Linked DNA regions of Anas platyrhynchos: region 1 is linked to region 2. The links are chromatin contacts, called in public Hi-C maps. All regions are on one chromosome and are shown on one strand. Each heading gives the region's core, a stretch centred on a gene start, on an enhancer-like site or on the middle of the called end of the contact. The rest is flanking DNA. Distances are from core to core; before and after follow the strand shown.

Region 1 (6,605 bases), core at 2,301-4,800, 170 kb after region 2:
AGATCCACCAAGGATATAAAGCCAGTCTGATGTGCTTCTTTCTGAAGATTTAGCCCTTGGTATTTGCGGGTTAAGTAAAAAGATGACCAGCAGGATAACGGCAGGTAAAGAATGCTACGTGTTACATCACAGAAAAGCAAACAGATGGAGCAAAGGACCTGGGAAATAGGGAGTAGAGCATCCGATGGAGGAAGGGCCATTGAGCAGGACTGTGCTCAGCAGCACTTGCTGAGAGGAATCACAGTGTGCACATGAAGGCCAAAAACTGCTTCCCGATGTGGCAGCAACACTCTTGGTGTTTCCCAGTGTCCGTAGGATTTAATCGGTTCCAGCCTACAACTATCAGGCTGGACAAAATGAGTCAGCCTCAGGTGGTTTCTCATTAAAGGAAGGCAGCTGGGTTGTGACAATCAGCCTTTCCAGAGCAATTCCTACAGCTGTGAGTCCAACCTGGGGGCATCCAGAAGGCATAGCCAGAAAGGGTCCATTGCAAACCATTGCTATTGCTCATCTGCCTTAGCTTATTTATGTAGTTTGATGCGTCATCCCCTCCAGTCAGAAGTGGGGGACCATCTGGGGGCTCACTACTGACCTCCTGTGCCACCCTTGCCATGTTCTGTGTCTCTTACATACAGTCTGCTGTCAAAAAAAATCATCGTCATCATAATAAAACCCCAACAGAGCTACTTAGCAGCTGTGTCATAATTCAAACCTGTGCCCCCACACCTACAAAATCTAAGCAAATTTGTGCTGCTTCCCACCACTGCCCCAAGAGCTCGGGTCCCAGCTGCTCTGTGAGTGCCAGGCCACCAAACCACCTTGATGAAGACCACCCCATCCCCAAACTCCCTCCAGTCCACCAGAGAAACCAAGTTAGCAGTATCAGGATGAACCCATGGATAGATGGGTTACTGTAAGGGAAATAAAACCTGTTGTTGTCACACCTCTGTACAAAGCTGCAAAAAATGTATTGGGGTCCAGCATCAGGACAAAGAAGCATCCCCAGGTGTTGAACTGTGTTCAGATTCTTGGCTTCTCTTGCAGCTATTGAGAAGCTAAAGGCAGATGTAACTCGTTGCCTACTTACAGAGCACATACACTACATGCAGGCAGCACGAATGCCCTCTTAGAAGTGGTATATTCAGGTGGGAGAGTTTGCAGTGTTGGTGTGGAGGTGGGTGTCTGCCCAGCACTACCTCCTGCCCCTTCCTATGCTCTGCTCCCCACAGCAGAGCCAGGAGCTGCACCTGGCCAGACACAGCTCTGCAAACACAGAAAGGCTGTGGGAGCCCAGGAAGAACATGAAACACAGCCCTAAACCTCACTGAAAGCCTGGCTCAGTCCAAGGCAGGCTTTTAGCAGTTCTCCTCCTGCCCTCTGCCCCAGCCAGCGCTGACAACACAAGGGTGCTAAGGGTAGAGACACAGCAAAACGCCTTGCAGGAGAGCAGCTCCCTGCTCCTCATCTCATTCCCCACTCCCCAGGGGCCCTCTCTCTTGATCACCTGAGAGACTGCCACCGAACCCTGCCCAAGGAGGGGCTCCCTGGGTCTGGACCCTAAATCCCTGCTCTCGGCTGTGATCCACAAGCAAAGGGACCCCAGGTGCTGCAGGGGTCACACAGTGCACCTGGGTGATACCCAGTTGCTAAAGGGTTAAAAATGGTGAGTGTGCCCTGGAGCAGGGGCTAAGCACCCCCACTGGGAGGTTACAGGTTGGGCACAGCAGCTGGTGTCTGGACCAACCTTTTAATAAAGCCCTAAGTATTTACCCTTTCAAAGGGGCTTGATGAAAAGATCCTCCAGCCTCAGATAGGTGGATTTTCCCCTCTGTCCCTGCTCCTTGGAAGATGGCACATGGGCATGCACGGAGCCAACAGGCAGAGAACAGACCCACCAGCACACAAACCCATCGCAGCTGCCAAACCAACCTGATCCCGCCAGCTGGTCTCGCTTAGCGGGGCAACAGGGGAGCTGCAAGAGGCAGGAAGACCGAGAGGGAAGTAGTTAAGTTGGAATTAATTTGTCACTCCATATTTAACCAACCTCAAAACTATTAAACAAATCTAATAGGAAATATCCCCCAGATTCCAGATACCTCTGCGTTGCCTGCTGGGGACCAGCCACCGCACAGGGCTTCAGCCGCCGGGCAAATTGGTGCAGGGGAAAGGGGTTCCCTCCTCCACCACCCCCAAGCCGTGCTTAATTCAAGTTTTACCCTAATCCTGGAGGATAATTCATGGAAGAAGCACAGAGGGTATCCGACACCCCAAGCTGAAGTGCTTTAGGGTTTCCTGGCTCTTGCTGGAAGGAAACACAGGGGATGCTGTAGGGCAGCAAGAACTTAGGAGCAGTGATTTCTGTCCTGGACTCATCAGTGATTTTTCCACCTCTCAGAAAGAAAAAAAAAGTATTCCAACTCCTCACACATTAGTTGCAACTACCACCCTCTCTGCATCTGGAATAAAGAGGGAATTGGGAGATTTAAGGCTCCAGATGGAGTGGAATTGGATTTTATTGCCAAAAGCACAAGCTCAGCAGCTAGAATATGGAGAGAAACTAGGGGTGGAAAGCTTGCCTATAATATAACAACAAAAAGCAGCCTATAATATAACAACAAAAAGCAGCTTTTTCTTGCAAATGGGTGAATCCAAGCCAACCCCTCTGCATGGCTTGAAACAGTTGGTGACAACACTTTTCTTGCCGTGGGACGCTGTTAGTTGTTGCCTCAGGTGTGTGCTCTGCTTTTGAGTGAACAGAAATACAAGAATATCCTCCCCTGGATAAAGTTACCGAGGAAGTATCAAATATTGCAAGGAACGGAGTTCTGCCTAATTACTATAGCAGAATAAATTGAGATGAGTTTTGCATAAGCACCCTCCCTGCCGAGGATAACCAGCCGTGTAGTTTAGAGTGGTAACCCACCGTATTTTTAAAAGAAAAAGAAGAAAAGCAAGGCCAGTTGCTGGCTGGAAGAGCTTGCACAACCGCTCGCACTAGCATTCATCTTTGCCCTGATTAAAGCAACATTCCCCGAGTGTTTCTGCGGGTAATTAACACTTCCCCGGCGTCCTTTCCGTTTGCTATCTGCTTCGGGGCGGGGGGCTCGCTGCCTTCACTGGGCGATTTGGGATTTTCCACCCACGACAGGGCCGGGCTCCGAGTGCCCTCTGCCGGGCAGCGCCCGCCCAGCCGACATCGCCCCCGCGCCTCGGCTCTTTTTGATTTTTTCCCAGTTTTTCGGGTTTTTCAGCCCTGCTCGCGGGTTTATCCCGGTGAACCACACACAGGCTGTTGGGAAGTGCCTGGGGGTGCTCACCCCGCCGGGTTTTTGGGGCTGCGAGGAGCAGGAGGGCAGGGACCGAGCTGGCTGAAAACATTCCCGCACTGCCCCTAAATGTGTCATTTGGCACAAAACTGGATTTAAAGCCAAAAAAAAAAAAAAAAAAAAGACAGGCCACTAATCTTGAAATACTGGAGAACACTGTCTGCTTGTGAACCCAATGCCAACCTCAGCGGGAGCAAGAACAAGAACACGCTGCTCCCACCCCAGGGAGAACACCGATGAAACAGTGTCATCAAGGTCACTCCTGCAGCACTGGGAGACCACTCCGAGCTGTCACACTGGCTCCTTCCTGGGCTTGAAAGCTTGCAAAGCCCACTCTGATTCCCCTAAAACCCAGAAGAATTGCTTTTACACCTGGGATACTGGCCATTTTATATTTTTGAGTAATATTTTTAAATAAATGTCTATTTTTTTGAGATAGGCGAACCTTTAACTAACACCTTAATGTTTTTTATATCCATTCTTTTCACAGGGGACAAGAACTGAACAAAACCTATCTAGGTATCCTAAAAGACTCCGTGATGAAGAGGACTGCAGTTCTGAGGAAAGCTTGAGCAAATAAGACAGGTTATTCCGTCCAAGTGTTGCAAACCCCTCTTTACTAATTCCCCATACCCAGACACCCAAACAGGTCAGAGCAAAGATGTTTTTGCAAGAGATTCACCCACTCCTTCCCTCATCACCAAGTGCTCAGGGCCTGAACCAGCTCCCACTGAAGCCAATGGGTAAACTCACTGCTTTTTATGGCACGAGATCAATTCCCAGGTCTGCAGGCAAAATTCAGACAGAAACGGCAAGCCTTTTTCCCCTGGATATTAGTGATGCACGCCTCTCTGGTTTGGAGCAGGCGGATTTCTTCAGGTTTCAAGGTGGGAAAAGCTTTAATGTTTCCTTTTTTATTTTCCTTCAACTGTTAAAAGACACAAACTGGCTACAGATCTATCCGCACATGCCATCAGCAAAACAGCAGTGGTTGTTTGTTTAAAGGCAGCACCGATGCACGAAGACCCCTGGAAGGAAGGGAAACCTCAGCACGGGAATCCCTCATTTAACCTCCCTCAGCTGTCACGCGTCAGCCCCCTTTCACGGACTCCATGGTCCTCTCTCTGCAAATCCCAGGCACGTCTGACACCCCTAAGCACACAGCACACATCGTAGCTGGTACCCCATGTCCCAGCTGGCACCTTATAATTCAGCTGACACCCCGCAACCCAGCCAACACCCCATCCCATGGTGGTGCCCCTCCATCCCCAGCACACAGATGGCTGCTGCTGCTGCTTCAGCATCCAGCAAGAGCCCTGCAGCTGGTGGAAAACTCGCCCCATGCTCCCACTGAGAGGAGCTCCAGGGTGAGCGACCTCAAGGCTGGGACTTAAATAGGATGCAGACAGCTCTGACTTCATCTTTTTCCCTTGCACACCTCCTAAAGGATCACATCTCATCCCTGTCCCCTCCATGGCTGTCCCTTGCCAGGCCAGACCGGGGCAGCAACTCAGGAGCTGATGGCTGCTCAAGCCAGCCCCACGGCTCTTCCATTTGGGAGCTTGCAGCTAGCAGTGAACACAAGCTAGCTTTACACCAGAGATTGCTTAGCTTTAAACACGAGCAATAAAACAAAATACACCTTGAAAGTACATCCCTTCTGTGCAGAAGGGCTCGCTCACCCTCCTGCAGATGGACCAGCTTCAGCATCTCCAAACACAGCCCAGCCTGAGCTGCCCTGCAGCCATCACCCTGACAGGGCTGGGCACAAACACATTTTCCCAGCCTAAATTAGTCTCTTTTCTGACTTTTCAAGGCGTTTTTTCTCACTGAAAAAGGGGAGGGGAAGTGTGAATAAAGAGAGAAAAGGGCTTATTAGGGCTTCGAAATACATGTCAGTGATTCTCTCCTAATCCCCAAAGAACACAGAGACTTCACTATCAAGCATTTCAACCAGAGCTACAGTTTTCTCTTTCCTGTTCTCCAATTAAAGGACTCCATATATTCATACAGGGAACATCAGAGGAATGTACACCCTTCAAAAACTACACAGCAGCACCACGTTCATCACAGGCTGAGCCCAGCTCAGAATCCTCAGGGCGCCGAGGTTTAAGTCTGGTCCAAGTATGTGCACGCATGTGTTTCAGAGCAGAAATTCCTGAGTTCCCCAAGGGGAGAAAGACCCCATGTAAATACAGTATTTTTTCTAAGCTCTTCTGAGAGGATAAAATTGATTCCATCACATCAGTGTCTGATAAGGAAGAGGTTTAGAAATGTTTTTTCCCAAAGTCTGGTGTTTAACCAGCAGCAGGATTTCCATTAAACAACGCAGGAATTGACATCCTAGGGAAGAACAAATCCATTCCCTTAGAGTTGTGTTCCCTACAGTGATCCTTAGAAGATACTTTGGCAAAACATATAAGAAACAAAGCAAGTGTAAGGCAAGATCTGTGTAGCAGCTGTCAGTTTGGGGCTTGCACCTGAACCAGACCATTGCCTCTGAACTCTCATGCTTAGCAGCTCCTGAAAGAGATCTTCCATGAACGTCTGCTCTCCCCTTTTCATTCATTTCTAGTTTTGGCCTCCATGAGATCCAGCAGCAGGGAGTTCCACAATTTAATTATACAGGCATGAAAATTTCCTTCCCATCGTTAAAACTGCTGACTGATGATTTCATCACAGGATTGCATACAGTAGGAAGAACATAATGCCACCCTGCCCACCTTTTCCACACCATTCATCTATGCTCTTTGGCATCCACAGTCTCATGTCATGTGGAAGTCAGCCTACATTTCCCTGGCTGGACTTTCTCCATCTCTGCTATATCCTTTCCCAGAGTGGGGAACAGAACAGCACCAGTATCTTTGCCATTTCAGTGCCACAGGCAGACACCTGGCACAAGCTGGGGGTGGCTGGCAACCAAGCACCAGCTCATTTTGCTCCCAGCCCTGTTCCACACCTGGGGCATAGACTTAGAAGGTGGAGAAGAAAGTCCAGCTTCGAGCTTTCCTGTTATTCCCATGGGAGCTGGGAAAGTGCAGAACAAACAATAATAACAATTACTCCAGCTGGAAAGTATTATTTCTCCTGGCTTCTTTTCTGGCTCAGCAGGAGAGCTGGTTGGAAATTGCATAATCAAAGTATTTGTGATTGAGGAAAACAGTTTTCAACAGAATAGTAACTCCCCTGGAAATGTTTTGAAGTTACTGTTATTGCTTAACACCAAAAATTAAACATCCTCTGTAAAATAAATAAATAAATAAAAAGAGAATGTATAAG
Region 2 (6,529 bases), core at 2,145-4,644:
GTTCGGAAGCAAACGGCCCCAAAAAAGAAGGGCTGGGCTGCTATAATCAGTCAGCAAGGCCCTTGTGTTTGCATGGGCTCATTCCTCCAGATCTGAGGAGGGTTGAGTTGTTCAAACAGATGGCAAAGATTATTCGTGTTGCTGGGGTTTCAGCGCGCCGCTCCGTTTCAAGCATGTTGCCCGATATGACGCACGTGACAAGTTCTTCCCAGCACGACGCTGGGGGGGACGACATTGTCTGCCGCGATCGGGTTTCACGGCCTCACCTGTTGAGCTGCTGAACTTTTCAACGTTGGCCATGCGTTGGGGGCGACTTATTTGGCTGGTGGATCTGCTTGGCTAATCGTGTTAGCGCAGCGCCGTGCCGGGGAGCGCTCGGCTCCTTCTTGGCATGAGAATGGTGGGAAGAAAAACCCGCGGGCTGGGCTCCGGCTTGGGGAGTTTTAGGTTATTTTTTTTTTTCTCGTTAAAGTGGGCAGATCTCTGTAACGTGCTGTGCTTTGGATACCTCTGGGCGCTTCCAGTCGAGGCTGTGCTTTTAAAAGCATCCAGCGAGCCCCAGATGTGGTGGCTGTAAAAACTCAACCTAAACTGCCGTTCTTCCGAGCTGCGTTTCAGACCTGCCCAGGTCCTGAACTTGTCTCCCCGTCAGGCCTCGCTTGCTAAACTGCTCTGTCTGCCCGAGCCTGGATTCGGTGCTATTAATCCATCCCGAGTGGCAAGAAGCCTAATTAAGTGATCTTTCAGCGCCAGCGTTCACCTCTTCTGCCGGTGTGACCGTGGGTGATCAATGGGTCACGGGGATAATGAATGGGCCGGGGTGGTGCGGGGACACTTCACACGTGGGCTCCAACAACAAACAGCAGGGCTCGTTATTGCAGCGCTGTAATTAGGGGGTCAGGGGCTATCGGCGCTACCTGTTGTCCCCACGTGGGCAGTGACCGGAGGGGACGCCTGTGCCTCGGCTGCGAGTGACTAAGTGCCGAGCCGGGTTGGGGCTTGCTGCCGATGAGTGTGCCGGGCTTGCCCACGCCGGTGCAATTTCAGGGCTTTCAGCAGCTGGTGGGGAGCTTCTTAATTAGCTCGTGAGCGCGTCGGAGAGGAGCGCGGCCCGGCGGCTGTCACCAGCAGTGGCCAGGAGGCGGCTGAGTCAATGCGGCCCTCGCCTGGGCTAATGTGAAGGGGAGAAGGGCTCCGGTGGGGAAATTCGTCCGTGGGGTTGTTGTGGGGCTGGGGGTGATGCTGGTCGCCGTTGGGTTTGCTGCCGTGGGGCACCAAAGGGTCCCTCTGAGCTCCTCCTGCCTGCGGGGTGCGATGTGCTGCGGAGCTCGGTCCGAAAAGGTCACAGGAGGGAGACGACGGCTGCTGGTGCCACGTTGGCTTCAAATGTTCCCCGGGGTGGCTTCTGCGCTTTGTAACAGCTGAGGACCAAGGAGGAGAACGCGGGGTGCTGCGAGGTTGTGTGCGCTGTGCTTGTGCGGGGCACTGTGAGCCGGCCTCCCCAATGGCTGGTGTCCCAAATCCTGAGTCCCAGCCCTGCTGGTGCCCGGGCTCCTTCAGGAGTTGTGTGGAGAGGCTCGGAGGTTTGGGTGGCAGGGATTTTGGTGCTGCTGGTAGGAGAGTTTGAGGAAAAGAGGTGTGAAAGTGCTGGCAAGAAGACCTCACGCCAACTTCAAGTAACTGAATGTTGCACTTGGTATTTCTGCTGTTGTACGTGAGCCTGGTGGTGCCCCGTCACCTGGTGGGCAGCAGGGAAGGGGAGAACGTGACTTTGAGAAAAATGATGTGTTCTGCTAAATCCTCCTCAGAAGTGCCCTGGAACCAGTCTTGTTCAGACTCTGTTTGGTTTTCTCCTCTCCTACAGAAAAGGGATGGAGATGGGAACGTCCCCGCTGAGGGACACTGAGCACTGCCTTGAAGGGCATCACGGCAGTGGGGCATCTGACCCCAAAATGATTTTGTGCCAACCGGTTACCCCTGTTCTCCAGGTGACTTCCTACAGCTTGGGGCAGAGGTTCCCGCTCGTAAGGCCAGCCTGGGGCCACCCTGCAGCCACCTTGCTGCTAAAATTCACGAGGTCAGGGCTGTAACCCAGCCAGCTCAGGGGGTGCTGTGGGGGCTTCTGAAAACCCACCATTGAAATTTCCCTGTGTTCGATGCTGCCCAAACAGGATCAGGCCCCCAGCATGCATCCATGCGATGGTGAATTCAGAAAACATTTCTCCAGCAGCACGTGCGTCCTCTTGGGCAAAATCCGTCCCAGTGATTAACTTTGCGAAAGCCCCCAGAAAGCAGCTCTGTGTTCCAGCCCCTCCGAGGCACCGAACCCAAACGTGTCGGAAAACGGGACAGCCAGCGGCGCGCTGGTGGAGGAGGAGGAAGTCATTGGAGAAGTGCTGAGAGGTGGTGGGAGGATGGCTGAAGGCAGGAAAAGCAGAGCGTGTTGGCACGGCGCTGAGGTTGGGATCGCAGCAGGATTTTGGGTTCCTCCTGTTGATGTGCAGGGGGCTGAGCCTGGCGCTGCCGAGACCTTCCCGACACTAGGGGGAGGACAAAACCCCGGTGCTGTGTTCATCAAGTTCCTGCCTCTTCATCGGGCTATTAAATATTTGTTTAAAAACTGGCACAGCCTGCAGCTCTGGCACTCACACAGCTTATATTTTAAAGATGTATTAGGCTTGGAAGGAGCGCGGGAGGTGTTGGAGTAAACAGCAGGTGTGTCACAGCCCGTCAGTGCCAGCGGTGTCCTGAGCTGGCTCATTCGTGAGGATGGGGGAGCTGCAGGGGCCCCAGCAGCTCCCCCTGCCCCATGTCCCTGTGCAAAGGATGCTCAACACAGTGCCTCTGGGATCCGACCCCTGAGTGCCCACAAATTGGAGCCCAAATGGGTTTGTGAGCATCTGAACATCCCCAAGCGTTTGCCCTGGCACCGCCGTGGCTCTGGGTGGCATCACTGCGAGCTGAGCCACGCAACAGCCAAGCAGCCGGAGCATCGCCCCTGCTGGAGGAGATGGATGGGGACGGGGGGGATCAGCGGATCCCACCTCCTGCCATCTCTCCCAGGGCCATGCACAAGCTTGCTGCAGCTTAATGCAAAGCGTGGAGTTGTTCCTGTTCTTGAAATTCCCTCCTCAGCAGCTCTGCTATCTAACAAGCCCTGGGCTGTCTGCACGGGGTTCTGTAAAGCGGAGGGAGTAGCTGCCAGGGGGTGCTGAGCAGCGAGCGAAACCTCGGGAGAAGATCCGGGCCGTGCCAAAGCAGAAGTGGAATAGCAGGTTAGTGTTTCACGCTGGGTTTGCTGCGAGCCGAGAGGGGCCGGGAGCTGCTGTCTGCTCCGAAGCCTCTTAATTACAGGCTGGCGCGGCGCTGCCCGGCCAGCTCGGCGCGGGGAGGAGCGGCCCAGCCCGGTGTCTCGGCGCACCCCGACGCCTCGGCCACCCGCCCTCGCTGCACCGTGGCTCCCCCCAGAGACGGTTTCAAGGTCAGGCTGCTAAATGCAGTGTAATAATTAATTAAGCTATATATAAACAGCGAGCTCACGCGGTCCTAAAGCAGATTAGGAGCGCGGGAGTTTCCTCTCACCCGCCTTCCTCGCCGTGGCTGTTGCCTCGCTCGGTTTCTCCGCGGCGAGCCCTGCAGTTGTCATGCTCGGCCGTCCCAGCACGGGTCACCAGTTGTGGTGAGCAGCTGCAGGGCTGGGGCTGATCCGAAAAACCATGGGGACAGAGCCAAGCCTGCCTGCTCCTGAGCTCCCCACCTCGCCCAGTTCCCCCATCGATCCCAGTCTTGTGGTGCTGGAGGAAGGGGCGTGTGCGGCATCTCTGCCTTCCCCATCCATGCCTCTACTGGGAAGGATGCTGGGATTCGGGGATTCGCCTTCAGCAACGGGCGTTGCAGGACTCCTGTTGCTGCGAGGCTCAGTGCAGCAATAACCCACTTGCATAAGTTTTTATTTCTCCCTGTGGTGATGGGAGAAGCGCTCCGTGGAAAACTGGTTTCCGTGGGGTTTGGAGTGGAGGTGGAGGCGTGAGCCAGGCCGGGTTTCCTGGAAAAGCTTCAGCAACCTGAAGTTTGTAACGAGGCATGAGATTGGAGCCAAACAAGCGCTTGCTGGGTGACTCCAGCAGGGCTGAGATTTGGACAGTACCAAAACCGATGCTCTTTTTATTTCTAAACCCTTATATATATCCAGAAAGGGACAAAACTCATTGAAAACCCCAAAAGTAAACATTTAGGGGTAAGGCTGAGTTCATACCGCGGGTTATTTTTGATGGAGCTGCAGAAACATCCCAGGAAAACTAAAAGCTGTGTCTCTTCATCAGGCTGAGGCTGTCTGTGCTGTCAGGTGCTGAGCCAACTTTCAGCACAGGCAGATCAGGCTGGGTTTTGAAGGACATGAGTACACCACACACGTCCATCGAGTCTGATCCTTGGCTTTGTACAGGGGAATCCTCAAAAAACCCCACCAGGCCCCACAGCCAGCTCCAGGAGAAGGGCAGCAGCATTGCTGCACACCTTGCTTCCCTTCTGCTGCTGCACCACGGCACCTGCTGGTGCACGGCCACATGGACCCCTCTGCTGGTGGCCACCACCGGGGCTGGTGGGAAGAGGTGCCGGGGGTGACGAGGTTGCATTTGGGTGCTGAGCTCGCCCTTCCCCAGCTCCGTGGCTCTCTGGGACAGAAGTGGCTTGGCTCAGTTTGCAGGCACCGGGCTGTGTCTACCTCCAGGAGCTGGAGGCAGCAAGAAGGGGCTTTGTGAGGGCTCACAATGGAGTCCCGAATTACTTCAGTCCTGGTCCGAGGGGGCCCGGCTGTCTCTTTGGGAACCCAAGGGTGTAGAGATCAAAGGTGCGGGTGAGTCAATTACAATTCACATTTGGTTCATCCATATGTTTGGGTATTTGAAAGTCTTCAATGGTAACCCATTTTATATCTCTTATGCCCATTGATTTGTTAATCTGACACTCGGTTTCATCTGAATGACAATGGCGCTCATTCAGACTCCTCGGTGTTCAGGGAAAAGTCATTTCACTTGGGTTGTGCTCCAAGGCCTCAGCATACCAGCCCACTGGGCTCTTTGTGCCGAGGGGCTGGCGGACCGGGGGATAATTCGGCCCTGCAGCCGGCTTCGGAAGGAGATGGGCTCGTAGCAGCTCATAGCAGGGTTGGTTTGTGCATGCATTTCTCCAGGACCTTTCTGCTGGGGTGGACCTGCTCCTTTCGGGAATGCTGGAGGCAGATGTTGGGTTTTGGCGTGGTGATTCTGCCCCACGAGGTCCTCTCTGGTTGCCACCGTAGCTGCAAACCTGCCCTCGGAGCCAGCAGGGTGTGAAGCAGGCAGGGTTACGAGGCAAGGACCGAGCTCTCAGCAGGGAGAACCCTCCCAAACCCAGCCCGAGCGAGTGTGTTGGACGAGATCAAATTATCGGTATGGCAACGCGCAGTCTCTAATTATGGGAATACCTTTTTAATTAGAAGTAGTGCTTTGCATCTGCTGTACTCGCAGCAGAGCATCTCCACCAGCTGAGTCTGCTCTTTAAGGAGCCCTCGACTGCGCTTGGCTGCCTGCTGGTGACCAACCTCCATCCCACGTAATGACTGGGGCAGGAGGGGCGGCTGCAACCAGACCTGCTCCTTCTTGTTCCCCTAATTGGAGCCTGTCTCCCTGCTCCACTGGGAATCTCTCTTCTTCCCAGGGCTGTTTGTGTTTCCTCCTGCTCTGCCCTGGGCTCCACAGCGCCGCCGGGACCCACCTCGTGGCACGGCGGCACCGCCGCATCCAGTACCTCCGTGGGCACGTTCCTCTCTCAGCCTGGAATTTAATTTCATTGTCTGTCTCCGGTGTTTGCTGAGAGGGGTGAGAGGGGTGGGGAGGCACTGAGGAGGGCCCCACTGGCCCGACTGGAGACGCTGTGGGAGGAGGATCCCATTTTGGACACGTGTTGTCCCTCACAGCCTGCTCTGTTTACAAGAGCTTCATCCCCCAGGCCCCGGCTACACCTTAACGGCTGTCACGGCAAATCCATTAAGGCACGAGGTGAGGCAGCAATCCCATTTGTGTTCAGATGCGTTTAGGGATCAGTGCTGAGAGGATCACCGGTGTGATCCAGGCCTGCTGTGGCACACACAGCTCGCCCTGAGGCGGGCTGCGCTGACCAGGCCCGTGGCCAGATGGCCGCCGGCTGCGGTCACGTCGGTGCCACCCGCCCTGTGCCCACTGCAAGCCTCACCTCCTTTAGCAAGGATCAGCTGCTAGGGCTGGGATGGAGGCAGGAGACCTCGGGAAATGGCTCGGGTGGCTCGGTGTGGAGTAAGCCTAAACCAATTTAGGGTTCTTGAAGGACTCGACAGGGCCAGCTGGAGCTGGGGGGCCCGCGCCGCCCTGTCCCCATCTGCTGTGAGGTAGAAATGGTTTGGAGCAGGTCTGCGCCATCCTGTGAGGATGTCAAAACGTGTTAGAAATGGGAGCTGCTGCTGGACAGCAGGGAGCAGGAGAGCTGGGCCCTGTGAGTGTGGGGTGTGCTTGCT

The links. Hi-C and Micro-C count contacts between places; a contact is called where the count stands out from the background.
Region 1: a Hi-C map of F5 follicle shows a contact between it and region 2, with 3 times the contacts expected there. The contact joins two enhancer-like sites. A contact is called at or near these places in 3 of 8 Hi-C or Micro-C datasets (F5 follicle, liver and skeletal muscle).

The regions. Positions count from the first base shown.
Region 1 is chr19:10,268,096-10,274,700 of IASCAAS_PekinDuck_T2T, forward strand. All of the region lies in intron 2 of LOC110353853 (a long non-coding RNA gene), which reads right to left. Among named protein-coding and RNA genes, the nearest start is that of PMP22, 120 kb to the right of the region's middle. Within about 2 kb of position 3,551, at least 3 of the 8 cell types and tissues checked have an H3K27ac peak or open chromatin away from gene starts, as enhancers often do. A contact at or near this core is called in F5 follicle, where this site is marked.
Region 2 is chr19:10,093,442-10,099,970 of IASCAAS_PekinDuck_T2T, forward strand. The region is part of intron 1 of LOC101793969 (heparan sulfate glucosamine 3-O-sulfotransferase 3B1); the gene reads left to right. Among named protein-coding and RNA genes, the nearest start is that of COX10, 120 kb to the left of the region's middle. Within about 2 kb of position 3,395, at least 5 of the 8 cell types and tissues checked have an H3K27ac peak or open chromatin away from gene starts, as enhancers often do. A contact at or near this core is called in F5 follicle, where this site is marked.